Linked DNA regions of Mus musculus: region 1 is linked to region 2. The links are chromatin contacts, called in public promoter capture Hi-C maps. All regions are on one chromosome and are shown on one strand. Each heading gives the region's core, a stretch centred on a gene start, on an enhancer-like site or on the middle of the called end of the contact. The rest is flanking DNA. Distances are from core to core; before and after follow the strand shown.

What was found. Promoter capture Hi-C pulls out the DNA fragments that hold promoters and counts their contacts.
Region 1: a contact with region 2 is called in a promoter capture Hi-C map of embryonic stem cells, with 2.2 times the contacts expected there. The contact joins the promoter of Mmrn2 here to the promoter of Rbp3 in region 2. A contact is called at or near these places in 5 of 39 promoter capture datasets (the 3T3-L1 cell line, 3T3-L1-derived adipocytes, embryonic stem cells and 2 more) and 2 of 484 Hi-C or Micro-C datasets (liver and nephron progenitors).

The regions. Positions count from the first base shown.
Region 1 is chr14:34,371,808-34,377,469 of GRCm38.p6, reverse strand. Mmrn2 (multimerin 2) reads right to left here and starts at 1,966. Exons shown (of 7, transcript NM_153127.3): 1 at 1,692-1,966. The coding sequence starts at 1,855. It overlaps Sncg (synuclein, gamma), which reads left to right and starts at 2,801. Exons shown (of 5, transcript NM_011430.3): 1 at 2,801-3,010; 2 at 3,758-3,799; 3 at 4,087-4,214. The coding sequence starts at 2,890.
Region 2 is chr14:33,951,750-33,957,292 of GRCm38.p6, reverse strand. Rbp3 (retinol binding protein 3, interstitial) reads right to left here and starts at 3,290. Exons shown (of 4, transcript NM_015745.3): 1 at 149-3,290. The coding sequence starts at 3,196.

The DNA of each region.
Region 1 (5,662 bases), core at 717-3,216, 420 kb before region 2:
ACCCTGCCCCCCACTCTGTTGATGGAGTAGTGGAACACAGCGCCTGGATCCCCCCACAACCCCCTTCCCCTTCTGCCCAAGGACCTGAGCAGCACTTCCGCCTCCTGTCACAGGAACTTGGGAAGCAGTCAGCCCAGGAAGCTGCTGTGTTTCCTTCCTTTCCCACCAGGCTCTCTAGATACTTCAATAACTTGGATGGTGGGGTCCAAGCTTCTTGGGATATGAAAAGGAAACCCCGGAAGGCAGGAGCCCTAGCTTGGGTGACCTGGGTATTCCTGAGCCCAGCTCACTATGCACAAACCCCTCTAGTCCCTAGAGTCTGGCACAACTCCACCTAGGGAAAGATGGAGGGTCCTCTAATCCCAGGGGCTAAGGGAACAAACAGACCTTCTCCACACCCAGGGGGAATGAAGAACAAGGACCAGGACTCCTCCCTTCTGGCCCCTCAAGCTCCTCCATCTTTCCTTTGGAGACTGGGACCTGCTCCTGGTGGCTCTAGGGAAGAGAGAGGGTTGGTCCCTGGTCCTGAAGTCAGAGGTAGATGGTAGGACTGACTGCCTCCGTGAACAGTCGCCTTGTGTTTGTGAGCCTGTGGTAAAACTAGGGATGAACAGGACACCCCTTTCTCCCTACACCACCAGACCCACCCCTTCTTCACGAAACAGCACATATGTCCTCTCACGAGGCAGCCTCTCCATGGCCAGGCCTGCTTTCCAGAAAGCTCCCAACAGCTATTCCCCTAAAAGAGTCAGAAGCAGACAGAAACCTGGTCCAGGGGATTTGTCTGGGAATTCTGTTACAGTCCCTTTTCTATGTAGTGGGGAGGCTGGGGCGGGGGGGTGGTAGGGGTAGGAGGGGGATGTTGGCCGTTTACCCTACAGATCCGACAGTTTCCACTCTGAGAGTTAGGTATGAAAGCAAGGGTCCAGCTCTCTGTGCCTGTGACCCAGGGTAGATGACTCAAGCACTGTGAGCCTCAGGCCCCGCCACTGTGAATCAGGCTGCTAGGGGAGAGGAATGGGGAGAATACCTGAAAAGTGGAGCCCCAGAGGCTATCCCAGGAAGTGGCATCTGCGTGCCACCTTGAACATGTCGAGACATGAGACTCCAAACCCTGAGGGACAGACCTAGAGTCCTGGCACCTCTAAGCATAAAGGCGATGTCGGAAAACCTTGCCTGGGGTCTCACTGCACCCTGTCCGTGCAGGAGGCTTCGTGAAATTGCTCTAGGATTCCCTGCCTCCATGAGCTCTGGGGACTGAGGAACCCTTGCTCTGTTTAGTAATCCTGGCCTGGTACTCTGGGCACTTAGATCCAAATGCCTTCCCTGTGAGCTGCTGTCCCCTAGGGCTTAGGCTGGGCCAGCCTTACAGAGGCTCAGGTTTCAGAGCTGAGCTCCTTTGAAGAGCAGGAGCGATAGCCCCATCACCTGGAATCATCTAGAACACCCAACCCTCTGAGTCCCATGCCACTAGTGGGAGCTGTGTTACCTGTTGCAGCCCCACCCAAAGCCCCTGCTATAGGTCAAGCAGGAATCACCCTGCCATCCCCAGCCTGGGGCCTGGAGTACCAGATCCAGGAAACTAGCATCCCTTAGCTATAGAGATAGCCACACATCAGCCCATTCCTCAGATGTGTATCTGGGGCTCAGACATCATCTCCCGATCTCCGACAAGGGCAGGATTTCCTTACCGTCTGATGGGGTCTCTGCTGGTATCCTCAGCCCCTAGTCTCCAGCCTTCAGGCATGCCGGGCCTATTGAGATGGGAGAACTTGGTACCGGGGTCCTGTGCCCAGGACCCTAGCAGTCCCCAGCTCAGGTACACCCCAAAGCCCAGCAGCAGTGTCGGGATCATGGTGAGGGGCTCCTGTGCTGATGCTCAGCCTTACAAGTGACTCTCAAATTTGCTGGTGATGTGGTCTTCAAGCGAAATGTCAGAAAGAAAAGAAAACACGAGGACAACAAAGGGAGGAAGTGGCCTGGTCCGGCCCACCCGGCAAGTCTCATCCGCCCCCGCCCCCGCCCCTTCCAGCCTGGCCCCCTTGGAGGCCTCCAACCACTCAGGTCAATTCCTGTGTCCTGAGGGCACTTGAATCAGGGACACGGGATTTGGTAGACACATAAAGGTGGCCCCATTAAACTTATTTCTCCAGGACTCTGTCGTGGGCCTGGAGGAGATCTGGTGCCACCCATACTGTTGGCCAGGAAGTGGGGAACGGGCACATCACACCTGCTCGGCACCTTGGGCTATGGGAACTAGCAGGTGGGTGGGAACTCAGAGAAGGAAAGGGACTATGCTAGAATCACACAGCGGGCAGCCCAGTCTAGGGCATGGGGAGCAGCTTTGGGTGTTTCTGGCCTCAGCCTTCCAACAGGTTTGGCTAGAGCTCCAGGCTCAAGAGCATCCAGGATACAGTGGGGAACTGGATAACAGGGCAGCCTGCAGGTTGGCCATTCATTGGATTGGCCCTGACCCCGGCCCAGCCTGGGACACTGAGGCATCATCAGTCAAGGCACTTTTCTTCTGCATATAAGAGCCAGGGCACGAGACCACCAGGGCTTTCCAAGGATGAATGAGGTGTAATGATAGATTAGGATATGTCCAGCCTCCAACACGCTCTCCCTCCCCCAGGGCCAACAAGAGTCAGCAGGGCAGAATAGAGCCAGTAGGGGCCCGGGCCCTGCTCGCTGGTATCCCCGTGAGGCATGCCTTCTCTCTGGCCCGCCCTCCCTGCCCCCACCCTGGCCCGGGCTGGCTGGGCTCCAGCCAGCAGCCACAGCATCAATATTTCATCTGCGTCAATAAGAGGCAGTAGCAGCAGAGACAGCGGCTGCGGCAGCACTCCAGTCCATAGCTTGCAGCAGCCAGGTTCCATCCTTGCAAACACCATGGACGTCTTCAAGAAAGGCTTCTCCATTGCCAAGGAAGGTGTTGTGGGTGCTGTAGAAAAGACCAAGCAGGGAGTAACGGAGGCAGCTGAGAAGACCAAGGAGGGGGTTATGTATGTGGGTGAGTGTGGTAGGTGGGGCGGGGCGGGGCGGGGCAGGGTGGAGGGGTCCCTAATGGAGGGCAGATGCCTCCCTCTGCAGATTCCCCCAGCTTCTAGAAAGCGTTTTGAGATGAAATTCTGATTGTTGAGGCAGGGTCGCACACCCTGGAGAATATGGTAGTATCTAATTGTCTTTGATACTCTGGGGGAAGGGACTCTGAGTGGGACAGGACCGGAGTGCCACACCTACGTGTGGGCACTCAAAAGCATGCACACACATGCCTGGAGTCTCCTAACCTGGAGACCCTGAGGTAATGATCTGCTCAGGTGGACCCCGCTTTCTCCAATGGGAGTTGCTGCATCTGAGCCAGGCCACTCCTGGCTTAGAGGGGAAGGGTAGTCTGTGAAAATGGGTCCCATTTAGTGTTCAACCCACCCCCAGCATTCTGGGCTCTTTCTAAAGAGGGGACAGGGGTGGCTAATCCTGTGACTCAGCTTTCTCTGCCCTGTTCAGCTGCTGCTTCTGAGGCCGGGGCCACGCCCATGCAAGGGCCATAGCCCTACCAGTAACAGTACCTCAGGCCTGGTCTATTTTGTCCCCTCTTCCTGTCCTGTCTCCTTCCCGTCTGTCCTCTGTCCTTCAGACACAGCAGGAAATGGCCTTTTGAAGGGGCTACTGTCCCCAGACGCCATCCTCATCCCCTCCTGGCCCCCACATTGTGTCCAGCTGTTTGCCCTGACCGCTTGTACACCTCTTCCTCCAATAGGCACCAAAACCAAGGAGAACGTGGTACAAAGTGTCACCTCAGGTAAGATGACCCAGAACTGGGGACCCCACAAATCCTGCCCTATATCCAGGGTCCATACCTGAAGTCCTCTTTGTACCAACTGGAGCCCTAAGCCCTTGGTGACCCAAACCACTACATGCCCTGAAGATAGACCATCACATTGTTCTGCCCTAGAGTCAGACAAAGGGATCGAAGTAACTAGAAGTCAGGCATCAGGCATCTGGGCTCTGGGAAGGGGTTGCTCTCCTCAGCTTGGGTAGGCAGCAGTGGAGGGGGCCAGGGCTGAGTCCAACCAGAATCCTCTGCAGTGGCTGAGAAGACCAAGGAGCAGGCCAATGCCGTGAGTGAAGCTGTGGTCAGCAGCGTCAACACAGTGGCCAACAAGACCGTGGAGGAGGCTGAAAACATCGTGGTCACCACCGGGGTGGTGCGCAAGGTAAGCCTGGTTCATGTCCTTTTTCTAGGCTCCCCAGCAATAGGAGGCAATTCTGCCCTCGTGAACACACGGGTAAATAGCACTAGACACTGCTTAACTTTACAGACAGTACCCACTGTGTGCTGGGGCGACTTGGTATCTCTGTACCTGTTCATATCAGGAATCCCCATCACACTCCAAGAGTGGGGACTTGGGATTCATTTTATGCACAAGGAAAGCGACATGCAGACCATGGCCAGCCCCATCCCCTTGGCATGCAGGAAATACATATCACAAGGGCAGTGTATGGTGACAGGCTAAAGCTGAAAGCCACCACCAGAGCTACCTTTTATCTTTTATCCAACCCTCCCTCATCCCAGGGTCTAGCTTCCACCTCCCAAGGAAGCAGTAATGGCAACACTGCCCACTTGTGGTGGGCAAGTGGCAGGGCTCCGACTCCACCCTCTGCTGAGGTCTTTGTGTGAACATGTGGGTTGTATGTGCATTATTGGTAGGGTAGAGATGTGTGTGAACGCATATGCGTGGAATGCATGTGTGAATGGATGCGCATGTGTATGTACGCATGTGGCAGGCAGTGGATAAAACAGGGGCATCAGGCTCTCTGGGGATAGATGCCAGAAGTAGGAGCTGTCTCCGCACTTGCCAAAGAGTAAGCTCTGCTTTAAGTCTTTTACACTTACTAACCTATTTAATGGGGCCCCAAATTCCACCAAACCAGATATGGAAGGAAGGGCCTAGAGAGATTAGGTGATATGATGCACCACGGTCACATGGCTGGTCTCTGCCAGCACGTAGGTTCCGTGAGTGGCCAGTTTCTGAGCTACACCCTTGAAAGACTGAGTATGGACTGTGCATGAATGGGGATTCCAGAATGGAGGTTGGGAAGGAAGCTAATTCCAAAGACCTGTTATGGTCAGCCACACACACTACAGCAGGCAACCCCAATGGTGCAGCCCTAGGCTTCCCACACAGCCAATGCCACAGAAGACTACTGTAAGGAGCAGGAGAAAGGGGAGGGGTCACTCACCCCAAACACCTGCTTCCAGGGCCAGCACAGGGTCTCCTGTCACTGGAGTGTGTAGGTGCACCTCTGCAGGCTGTGTGACTTTGAGAAGATCCTCTCTGGATTATACCCATTTCCTCATCTGAAATGCTACACCTTAGGGCTTTGGGAGGAGGCAGAGAAGTGATACTAGGATGCAATTCTGCCAGGCACATGGTTAGTGCCTGTGATGGTCTGTTTATGCTTGGCCCAAGGAGCTGCACTATTAGGGGGTGTGGCCTTGTTGGAGTGGGTGTGGCCTTGTTGGAGTGGGTGTGGCCTTGTAGGCCTGGGCTTTAAGACCTTTGCCCTAGCTGCCTGGAAGCCTTCTCCTAGCGTGGCCTTCAAATGAAGACGTAGAACTCTCAGTTCCTCCTGCTCCATGCCTGCCTGGATGCTGCCATGC
Region 2 (5,543 bases), core at 2,041-4,540:
GACAGTGAGGCGAAAGTGAAGAAAGGACAGGATAAGTGAAAACATAAACCCAGAACTAAGCCTTGCATGGTACACATATCCACACCTGCCAACATCTGGATGAGTCACTCGAAGGATTGAACCAGGTTAAGTCTCTGTTGTACCTTACCTGCATAGGCACGATTCCAGGAATTCGGTCTTTGGCATCCTCTGGAATGTGTGCTGTCTTCAGGTGTGGGTCCCCAGAGAGTATTTGCAGATCTGCCCCCAGCATCTCAGCCAAGGCCCCTTCTGAAGTCACCCTTGCATAGCGGCTCTGCAGACCGCTTAGCTTGGCAGCCATCTTGGCCCCCAATTCAGGGGATGCATAGTTATCAGCCACTAGTTTCCCAGCTGTCTGCAGAACAGTGGGCACCTTAGCACGCAGGACCACTATGTCCTGGGCTGTGGAAAGGGCCTCACTCATGGGCACAGTGATGTCAGGTTCCACACCAGCCAAGTCCCAGGCCTCACCGGTGCTGGCACTCAGGGCCATCTGAGTAGGCATGGAGGCATATAAGGGGCTGTTGCCCACCTGGTAGATGCCCACGGAGAGTGCCCCTCCAGCTGTGGGCTCTCCTATAACGGTGGCCCGCTGTAGGTCCTGCATAGTGTGAGCAAAGGCCTCGGCTGCAGAGCCACTAGTGTGGCTCATGAGGATGTATAGGTCCTTATGGGATCCATAGCGTTGCCCAGCAACCAGCGGCAGGGTCCATATTTCTGTGACCCTAGATGTCGCCCTGTCAAAAACAGAGTAGAGGTGCTGGCGGGGCTCCGCCTCAAAAAAATAGGAGCAGAGTAGAGGAACGGCAGAAGAGTAGCTGCCAGGGTTGTAGCGCAGGTCAACAATCAGCGCAGCTGTGTCCACCAGCCTCTGCCACACCAGCTGTACTAGCTGAGGCCCAATGGCCTTTACTGTCTCTAGCTCAGCCATGGCGTCAAAACGCAAGTAGCCGAGCTGGCCGGGTAGCACATCCGTTTTGAACAGAGCCTCTATGAGATAGGAGAGTTCCTCTGGGGAGGGAACGGCAGGGGGCGGTAGAGGGACCTCCTCTGCCACAAGCTCCCCAGGGCTATGGAATACCAGCAGGCGGTGGTCCTCAGATACCTCCTGAAGGTCAGCAGTGAGCTGTGAGGCCAGTGACTCCAAGTCCACAGCTGTGCGGTAGGCTCCTTGGGCCAACTTAGATTGCAGGAGAGCTCTGGCCCGCTGTGCGATCTCTGGCCGGGCATAGTGAGCCTCCAGCAGGCGACCCGTGCCCTCTACCAAGGCGCCCAGACTGCGATGGAAGTCCAGCACCTCCTGAGCTCTCTCTAAGGCCTCCTCAGCCAGCACGATGGCATCAGGTACCACCCCACCCCCCAGCCAGGCCTCACCGTGGTTGTCAATAAAAGTAAGTACCGGTACTGTGAGCGCCAGGCCACCCTGGGGCGAGTCCAGCAGTGGCACCGTGCAGGTGTGGAGCAGGCTACCCGCGGTGATTTCGCCGACCAGTGTGGCCCAGCCCAGGGACTGCATGAGGAAGGCAAACTCTTCGGCAGCTGTGGCAGTCCTGTGGCTAGTAAGCAGGTACACTCCACGCTGGTTACCATAGCGTTGGCCTAGCAACTCCCGATGGCTGAAGTGCTCCTGGGTGATGTTGGTGCGGCGATCATAGGTGGTAAAGAGCCGTACAGGTCCGGCCTCAGGTCCCTGGAAGTAGGACAGCACCAGAGGCATCGCCGAGGACGGACCCCCAGGGTTATGACGCAGGTCCATGATGAGGTGTTCCGTGTCCTGCAAAGGCTCCCATACCTGCTTCAGCACGTAAGGGCCCAGCGTCTCCAGCACAGCGGCGTCTGCAAATCTATCAAAGCGCAGGTAGCCCACATTGCCCGGCAGCACGGACACCTGAAACACAGAGTCCACCAGGGCCCTCCGGGCATCTTCTTCCGTGGGCACCTCGGGGGTGGCTGCTGGGGACTCATTAGGCCCAGTCTCAGGTCTTGAGGAGGAGTCTCTGGGTCCGGTGGCCCTCACCAGGAGCCTGGGATCCTCCGACACAGCCTGCAAGCCAGCATTGAGCTTTGTCACCAGGTCCTCTTCAGAGACCACAGCTGAGTAGTCCATGCTGGCCAGGTGGTGCAGCAGGCCCGGCACTCGGTCCACTAATGTGTAATAGTCCTGGAGGGCTTCCTGAAGTCGGAGGACAACCCCTGGCAGGGCACGACGCAGGGTGAGGATGGCCAGGGCCTTTTCTAGGGCTTGCTCTGCAGGGGTCCCCACACAAGGCAGCACGCCACTGCCTTCCCATGTCTGGCCACCTCCACCTAGAGGTCCCAGGGACCTGGACACAGGCACTGTGAGGAAGAAGTTGGACTGGCCTATTCTCAGCTTCTGGAGGTCCAGGGCCCCACCCTCCGTCCGCTCGCCCACCACGATGGCGCGCCGCATCTGCTTCAGGATGTAGGCAATGTCCTCTGCGACTCCCCCAGTGTGTCCGCTGGTGAGGACCACCACATCCTTGTCAGCACTGTATCTCTCCCCGAGGACCTCGGGCAAGGTCCAGATCTCTGTGGTGGTGTTGGAGGGCCGATCGTAGACGGTGTCCACGTGCATGACCGTGTTCCCAGGGTGCAAGTAAGAGATGACATAAGGGATCCCAGAGAAGTGGCCGCCAGAGCAGTGCCGGAGATCTAGCACCAAGGAGGAGGTGCTCATGAGCTGCCTCCACACATGGCTCACTAAGAACTCCCCCAGCTCGCTCAGTACCTCTTGGCCAGGGAGGTCGTCCACTCGTAGGTAGCCCACGTTGCCCTCAAGAACCTCATGGCGGATGTTCCTCTGTATCTGGGCCAGCAGTTCTTCTCGGGTGAGGTTGGTGAGCACTGGTGCTTGCTGGGGAGCCTCGAGGGTACTGGGCTCGTAAGAGATGAAGAGTCGTGGGTCACTCAAGGAACTCTGGACTCCAGCTGTCAGCACTTGGGCCAGCGTCTGAGGGTCTGAGATGCCCAGAATCTCGTGACTCTTCATCGCCTGCTCAATGGCTGCTTGCATTCCCATCAGGTTCTCAGGGAAGCAGTAGTTATCCAGGAGGATCTTGGCCATATCCAGTACCAGGCTTGGCTGGAAGAGGTGCGTGGGACCAGCCGGAACCCAGAGCAGTGTGGACAAAACCAGGACCCATTCTCTCATCATTGGGATCCCAGAGCCTTGGCTCCTGGATAAGAGCTCCGTGTGTACAAGGCTGTGGTCCTGCAGCTGCCTCTCTCCCTTGCCCTTCTTAGCAGGCAGACAGAAGGTCTGGGGCTCAATGTGGGAGTTAGATGTGAGGCTTCCAGCTCTGCTAAGCCTTTAATCCTGTCTAATTCAAGCACATGAGCTGGACTCTGAAGAAGAGGCCAGGGTGGTTTGACCCGGAAGGAACATTGCATCTCATCTTGCTGAGCCATGTCTGTGTAGAATAACACAAACAATTGCATTTAGTTTGAGTTCCTGACACATGCGAGGCCCTGTGATATGCTTTCTACACCCACAGTTTTTACTAAAGTCTTGCAAATGAGAATCGTTAATCTACAAATAAATATCGTTTTCCCACTGTGGCTCACCCATGACTCTGGAATTAGGCAGACGCAGTTGGAGGTCTGGTTCTGCTACTGTTTATTCATAGGTTGGGGAAGGTATCTGACTTGTTCTGTAGACTAAGTTATTGGGTAGATTAAACATGAATGCTTTCACAAAGCATTGCGGTGTCTGGAAGTTACTGATGAAGGCTCTATAATGAGTATCATATCTATTTTATCACCAGGGAGTTTAGTAGATAGTTCAACCCACCGTTTCAGATGGGGACAGGTGACGGATAGCGAGAAAAGGCTGCATAGGCCACCACCATCTCAGATACTGGGAAGGCTTAGTCTAGGGCCATTGTCAGCCTCAGGAATTGAAACTTGTTCCTATACCCTTATTATGCTTCTAGGTATAATATAGATGTCAGTACCTCACAACTTTCAAGATGAATGAAAGGTCCGGACACTAGTACAGAGTGTGACAGCGAGAGGGACATGAGATCAATAATTTCAGACCAGATAAGGTTAAGTGATCTAGTGAGCCTCATTCTCTTTGTGAATGGAGACACCCCCCCCAATAGTTAGGGGCTCAGCTTCAGTCCAGTGCTCACCGTGAGAAGTGAGTGGCTCTCTGTGGTCCTAAGTCACACAAAGAATACCTGTCATTCTCATACCCGCAGGGTCACACCTGGGAGCCAGTCCCAGGGAGCATTTTCTGTATGCTACCCTTTTCTCGTGATGTGGACTTCTGCTCATGTCTGACTGGCTCTGGGTATCAAAGAACACTCACCATGGAGCCTGCACTTAGAACTCCTGCTTTGTCCAGGGAGCCTCTTAGTGGACACCTCTCTCTTATTTAGCAGGTATTCTTTAGTTAGCCTGTAGGGGGCGTTGTATAGACGTGGAATAGCAGCTGGTGTGGCCACTTCCTGTTTCCTGGCTTCTTGGGTTCTATCCAGAACAGATGGCTGGGCTTGGTGGACTGCAGGTAGAGTCCCACAGTGACGCAGCAGGCAGCCAGAGAAGGTGGTCTTCGGGTGGGGATGAGAGAGCTTACTCTGTGAGCTGGAAACCTACAAGTCAGTTTCTGGAAGCCATTATCTGACGATGTTTACCAAGTGGTTTAGGAAGGCCAAGGAGGTCAATTAGCTAAAACAAACATATTTTTAGCTCATTAGGATTTGTTTAATACCCAAGTGACATATGGTCTCATCACCCCACTGTTTGCAGCCAATGGAAATGAGGCAGACTTACTGTCAGGATCTGCCTGGGGTGGCACACAGAGGCCTCTGTGGGGTGACTGAGCCTTTTTCAACCTCCACCTGGAAGAATCCAACTCCAGGCACACAGTCAGAGTTTCTCTGTGAGCACGTATCTGTCACTGCTGAAGCCAGGCCAAGCTCTGGACAGGGAGAGGGTGAAGACTACCAGGAAAAATGCTGGTTTTGTATTTGTTTTTATTTTGCCTGTTTTTTTTTTTTTTTTTTTTTTTTTTTTTTTTTTTGGCAACACGTGCCACAAAGGTACCCTCCAAGAATATGAGATAAAAGGTTCTCATGTATACAAATGCATAGAGCTGTCCAGTGTGGGCTGCAAAACTACCTACAACCCTTACCACTGCCTAGGGAACAAGATGCCTTGACTAGGTGACATGTGATCTGGATTATGTTATAGACAGAGGTACATGTGTTAATACACTTGTCTGTATGCCTGCCATCCCACCTGTCCGTACTTTGATGTTGTGTCAGTTCTGTGTTATCCCGAGCTTATCCTTGTCCCGCAGGAAATAAACACAGGACACGCCAGGTTCTTCCGTGGTTAACTTTACTTCAATAACATAGTGAGGTAGACAAAGAAGGCTCAGAAAGTGTGTGGCTTAAATACCCTTAAGGCGTGACATGTCTAAACTAGGACTGGTAGCTACACCCACGATACTCATGCCCCCTGGGGATAGGCTAAAGCCCCCAGGGGTTGGGCTA